2 separate regions of the Zea mays genome follow, and region 2 is linked to region 1. Evidence: chromatin contacts called from public Hi-C data. All regions are on one chromosome and are shown on one strand. The core of a region is the stretch at or near the end of the contact, and the rest is flanking DNA. Distances in the headings are between cores, read along the strand shown.

The links. A called contact is a pair of places that touch in the nucleus more often than the background predicts.
Region 2: a Hi-C map of bundle sheath shows a contact between it and region 1, with 2.5 times the contacts expected there. The contact joins the promoter of LOC541680 here to the promoter of LOC103631385 in region 1. A contact is called at or near these places in 11 of 25 Hi-C or Micro-C datasets (bundle sheath, ear, endosperm and 4 more).

The regions. Positions count from the first base shown.
Region 1 is chr6:130,494,530-130,497,799 of Zm-B73-REFERENCE-NAM-5.0, reverse strand. It overlaps LOC103631385 (sister chromatid cohesion protein PDS5 homolog A), which reads left to right and starts at 1,841. Exons shown (of 33, transcript XM_020539482.2): 1 at 1,841-2,242. The coding sequence starts at 2,153.
Region 2 is chr6:130,682,267-130,685,573 of Zm-B73-REFERENCE-NAM-5.0, reverse strand. It overlaps LOC541680, which reads right to left and starts at 1,536. Exons shown (of 3, transcript NM_001111430.1): 1 at 1,377-1,536. The coding sequence starts at 1,382.

The DNA of each region.
Region 1 (3,270 bases), core at 592-3,091:
TCATCAGAACGGAGGGCTATCGCGCTCATCAAAAAATAACAAAATGGGAGGCCACGATATGTAGGTTTCCACAATGTCCAACGGGTCTGAATCTACCAGGGATGTGTTGCTGGACGCTGGTATCCTCACAATCAGCAAGTGATCTGCATCCATCTAGCAATCAAGAGCTGCACAGGACTCCGACCCTCCATAGTGTACGAATCAACTAAATACTTGCGAACCAGTGGCCCGCACAAAAGGCAAGTGGGGTTAGGGATCATGATTACCTATGAGGTGTCTATGGCGTCGACGGTGTGGGCGTCCAGGGGCAGCGCACAGGACCAGCAGCCGCGAGACAGGACTGGGACAACGAAGGTGACGGCGCGAACACGCTTGGAAAAGACACTGCAGGTTTTCGGTGAGCCCGCGCGCTCAGTGTGCTGCGGCAGCCGCATCGTCACCAGGGACATCCCATATCCCCTCTCCAATGGCTTCGGTGGCTGAGCGTTAGACGAGCTAGCTGAGAACTGTCGTAGTGCGGGTGACGGGGCGGGCTGGCCGACGGAGACGATGTGGAGGCAGAGGGAGAGGACGGCAAACACGACGTTGGGACTTGGGAGGGAGGCAAAGGAGGAGGATGACGATGGAGACATCACTAGGAGAGAGGCAGAGAGGGCGCTGTTATCGCGACCGATTATTCGGCTGGAGTGTCGAATGTTCTAGATTCGCAGCTGCTGGAGAGACGCCCTTTCGCGTGGGTGGAAGACCCTAGTGGCCGTAGTTTTGGAATCTGACGATTGAGCTATTTTGGGTAGACGTGGCTGCACCAGCGGCACGTTTTCCGTCCGGCTTAGTATGAACTGCTATAAGAGAAAGAGATATATACGGGCATGATAATGTGATATAGGAGGTAAAAAGTATACCATGTGATTGGTCGTCTGCTCTTAAAGGGTGTTTAGTTTATAGGGACTAAACATTAGTCCCTCCACTTTTTTCCATTTTAGTTTATAAATTGTTAAATAGGGAAACTAAAATAAAGTTTTAGTTTCTATATTTAGTAATTTAGGGACTAAAATGGAATAAAATTGAGGGACTAAAAATTAGTCCCTAGAAACCAAACACCCCTTTAAGGTTTCACGGACAATCATATCGAGGCGCGGGTGATGAAAAAAACAAACAGCTTGTTCGCTGCGGCTTGCTGCGGCTGCAATCCGGCTGCGGCTGCGGCTTCTACAGTATTTTTCTCTCTATGGATTGCAGCTGCAGCAATCCAAACAGCTGCAACAGTGTCGGCTTGTAGCCAGTCGAACACGCCCAAAGCTCATCCAGGCTGAGCAACGATGGCTAGGAGGCGGGTACGCGCGCGTGAAGCTTGTGCGCATGCTATGGCACGGACTTCAAGATTGTGTTTGATTTTTTCTGTTATATCTTCTAATTAAAAGATTTAATCACTATACCAATTTCATTTTTATGTTCATAATATTTTTAGGAACAAAACTGGACCATCTATACTGTATAATATTTGAATATTTGTTTATACACTTATATGTAATACACGTTCTGATGTAGACATCAAACACAAGCTATATCTATGCTGAATACAATAATACAAACAACCCAAAAAAAATTATGCATGGACACTCACACGAGTGAATACTCGTGCCAAACGGGCTACGACCACACTGTACAGCATCGCTGAACACAGTCAACCCACGCACGCCAAGAGTGTTGTAAAATAAAAAACGGCCCGGAAATCACCCCACCGTCTCCGTTCCCAGAATTAGTCACTGACATGTGGATCCCACGCGGTGTCGGCGCCACATCTCAGCCGCATCCGCAGGGCTGTGCCTGCGGGACAGACGGGCGCCGCGATTTCAATATCGCAACAGTGTGGCAGGCGGCAGCATACCCGGACGGCAAACTGCTGGGCTGGACTCCGAGACCCAAACCAGACCGACTCGATCCCAATTCTCAAACCAGCTTTGGCATTCGTCTCTCTCTCTCCCTACCCCTTCACGCCAATTTCGAAACAGCGCGAGACGAGACCGCGAGAGTAGCCAAAAGCCGAGGGAGCCCTTCCTTCTCAGATTAGAACCCAAACGAGTGCGCTTTGAAGCGGGGGCTGCGAGCTCGGTGCGCGAATTGGGCGGTCGATCAGGCGCGGCGGCCGGGCATGGCGGCCGTGGAGCAGTTGAAGGAGCTGGGGGAGAAGCTGCAGGCGGTGGCGCCGGCGCCTGCGGACGAACTCGCCAAGCTTCTCGAAGTGAGATATCCCCAAGCTTCTCCGTTTTGGTTGGCTGCGAACCTTAGTCATGGAGTCGATGGTTTAGGGTCGGGCTTTGCGTGGATCTGTGGCTCAGGCGGGACAATTCGGCAAGTTTAGGGTTTAGGTTGCTGGAAGTTAAGGCGCTAGTGGTTGGGGTTCTGGTGCGAATTGGGTGCTCGGGATGTTAGGTTTGGACGGCTGAGCTTCCATTGAGCGGCGTGGAGGATGCTGAAGGAGTGCAGAGGTCCAGCTCAAGTGCTTCTTTTAAGTTTCGTTTGCTGAAATTGTGGATGCAATTTGGCACCCGTAGTTTTGTACTCCCCCGTCCCAAATTAAAATTCATTTTAGATGATCAGATTCATACAATACTTAATGTATGTGTCATCACCTATTTGAATATAGACATAAAAACCGAGAGCTAAAACGAATACTATTTTGGGACGGAGTGAGTAGTTCTTCAGTGTTGAAGAGGGGAATGCTGTTGGTTAGGGTCTGTTGGGTTTGAGCAGTGCAAGAGTTGTCACCTTTCTGGTGGCTGGTGGTTGTTTCAGTTATACTAAAGGACTTACAGTAGCTAAGGGAAGCCGGAGATTTATTTTTTGGATTATTTTGGTGGGTTCATGAGAATACCTTTTTTAACTAGTTCATGTTGCATGGAAATGTTGTTATAAGAATACCATTTACATGTGTTGTCTAGCAGTGCCTCCTCGAATACGCAGGAGAGATGCGTATCATTGCATTAAGAAGTGTCTAGCTCTAGCAGTACCTTGAATGCTGTGTTTATATGAAAGTTTTAATTTTGGTAATATCGATGCTATTTATAACAGGAGATGGTTTTATTACGTTTGACATCTGTGCATGTGTTGGAAGACACATTTATATTAGTCTGAGTAAACACCAAATACCCATCCATATGTGGCAGGGAAGGAGACTGTCTAGTGAATCTTGTACCATGGGGCCACACTACTGGACCTTATATGTTACTGGTGTTGAGTGCTCTATGTTAGAATTTAGGATGTGGACAG
Region 2 (3,307 bases), core at 287-2,786, 190 kb before region 1:
CAAATATCATTCAAGAAGTTGGTGATGTGGTTCCACTAAACACACAGGTGCCGTAATGTGGGGCGAATACAGCTATTAATGACTGTATTCAATCATGTGCAGGCATCTTGATGCCGAGAATGATGATACAGAGAAAATGGAATATTCAGAAAACAGAAGAGCATATACATGCAGTCATGAATTATGAATTCTGATTACATAGCATTCCGGCATGAGAAAATATTAGCGGATCAATATTCATTAGCGTCAAAGACGTAATGTAACATAGTTATTGACATATGAGTTGTGACCTCTTGACAGCTGAGTTAAATGAGAACATATATGCCTTACAAAAAAATCAGAACATTTATTCTAGAGATCAAACTACCAGCAAGATAAGAGTTGGCATGTCAAGTTGTCAACAGTTTCCCAAAAAATCATGTGGTTGCCATGTACTGTTGAACAGCTTTCATGGGAAGATTCAGCTGCCATGCTGATATTTCCAGGCATGATCCAATCGACATTCCCTTTAACACAGCCCCTTTAAAAAATCAGACTATATATCGATATGAAGGATAGGCTGAAGGATCGTTACTTGTGTTTGTAACAGATAAATTGGTCGGTGAACTAAAATACAAAGAATGGAATTTGATATGTCAGTATCTTCCAAAAAAACAAGTTCCACAACATTCTGAGCAGTAATCGCCAAGCATCCGATTCAGATAAACACTAAGGCCATGTTTGTTTCCCTTCTAGATTATAGTAGCCACGAGCGCGAGTTGCAGACGACGAATTAAATGTAAACGCTTAGGCTAAATTCCCGTTCCAGCATCTACACGCTCAACAGTTGAAGGCTGGGCTGCTAAATAATTGACTGCTGCAGACTGTAGTCGCAGTGAACAGTGCATCATGTATCAATCTCGCTCATACGAGGCAAAGCAAAGGCATGGACTACGCCGACAAGCAACAGGACCCAAAACGAAAACGCCAACCAACCCGCCCTGGCGGGAGAAGATTCCTCCCTACACATAGTTGTACCAAGGCTCGCAGGATAAAATCAATCGATCGATCTCCTGAAGCCAGCCGAAGCTGCCCAACCACACGAGAAAGGATAATCGCACTAGTTTCTTGGTCCTAAGACATCCCGTGCAAACGTTCCCCCACTCAACCACTCGGCCACTCCACGCGAGTGACTTTGATGGCAACCAGCAGGAGAAACAAAACCCCCCGTTCGGAACTAGTCGTCCCGAAGCTCATCACAAGGCGAGCTCGCCTCGATCAGGACAGCAAACACCGATTCCCCACGGGCTGACACCACCACCGGGGTGGGGAAGGGGGGGGGGGATAAGAAGGAACAAGGAAAACGGCAGAGAGGCGGCGCAGAGCCTTGCACGTACCGCCATGGATGGATTGCGCAGAACAGAGGTCCCGATCTGCTGGTTGCTGGGGGCCGGGGCGGCGGCGGGCTTCCCCTTTCTCTCCCTGCGGTTGCGGGTGGGAGGAGACGAGTACGACGAAGAGTAAAGAGCGGAGGAGGCGAATCGATGTGGAGTGGAACGGAAAGGAAAAGCCGCACTGGTGTGGAGAGACTGCTCTCCCTCGGCCTCTCTCTCTCCCGGTAAATAAATTAAAATAAAAACAATAATAAAGTAGGAGTAAAAAATAACGGAAAGCGCCTAAAAATCGCTTGTACTACCCGCCGGTTATCGGGGCACGAAGCGCATGTGAGCCGGCCGCACGGGGCCCACAGGTCAGGCGGGGCTGGCGGAAGGTGGGGACAGGACCGGAGGAGTGGGTTTTGCGTTTGACCGGGGCGGCGGTGACGAGACACAGACAGGGTGGAAATGCGAGGGGAGGAGGGCCGCACGTCGGTGGTGGACGGGTGAAGCGCGGCTTCGCTGGCGCTCGGAATCTCTAGGCTGTGGCGTGGAGGGCCCAGACGTTGTTTACGTCCTGCTACTTGGCCTCTTGGGGGTGGTGACAGTGTACTCAAAAATCGATCGAAAGATTTGTTCAAACTCTGCGCTCAAATCCGTGCTGTTTTTAGCCGTTGGCACTGGATCCGAGCTGGCTAGGCTAGCTGTGAGCTGTCTCCTCCGTTCTCCTGATACCCGTGCGCGGCGAATGTCAACTGCGTAGGATGCCTGCTGGTGAGGGTATTATTACGAATATATGATATGACAGCTTGGCATGTCTGTTGTCATCATACCTAATACAGCGTCTGAACCGGGCAAAGCTCCGCCGCGATTAAAGATAAACCGGGCCATGGCCCATGGGGATGGGGCAAGGTATCTTTTAAATAGGGTTGATAATATCTTGTTTTCTTTGGAGATACGTGAAGATAAACCGAATATTGTTGAATGTACTAATCTAGAATCGGACAAAGAATGCGCTAAAGACTAAATTTTTTATATGTTTATTAATATTAATGTTAGAAATGAATACGAGTATTTCTATATCTATACTATACTTAAAGCACCAGTTTCAACGGTCGTTTCGCTGCACGTTTATAGATGACCAAATAGCGTCCGACACGGGCTAGACGCACGCGGGCCACAACTATGGACCAGACACGTCATACCGGCCTGCTAACTATGTCGGGCCAGCCCGTTAACCCGTCGACCCATTTAATTAAATCAGCGTAAAATGTTAAAAACGGTGCAGAAGGTGGGGCTCGAACCCATGTCCTGATGGAAGAAGGACGGGAGACACTAGGTGAAGCTGTCTAACCAGTAAAACATCATGCTAAGATGTTTTTAATATTGAATATAAATTGTATATAGGTATATACTTTTTTGTAAAATAAAAAAATAATCGTGTCGGGTCGGGCCAGCACTACGGGCCGAGACTACAGTCCAAGCACGGCATGATGTTCTTGGCTCTTACAAACATTAGGTCGTTTCTGAGACCATATTGGCGCAATGGACTACATGGTGTTTGAGATTGCTGAATTGGATGGAGCAACAATGATTTGTCACACTAACAGTAAAATGAAAGGTTATTTGTTGGTTTTAAACGTTAGTAATTGCTACGAAGTAGCATAATTTATATGGAGTGCATCCAGTTTTAATTGATGCCTGACTTTAGCAATCACTCCATATTTTGATCTATCTTTTTTATAAGATTGACTTCATGGGACTTATTTTAGAAACTTGAGCTCACAAACTTTGTCTTATTTGGTCTCTGTATGATGGAATTATGTCGTTTTATAATCTCTGTTCATTCAGTCAGTCGTTGTGAACTTTTTTCTAATCGCTCACTTTATTGGCCGTGTTGTACCAAGACATATTGCATGGAGTAAACAATAACATCAGTTAACCAAATCAAA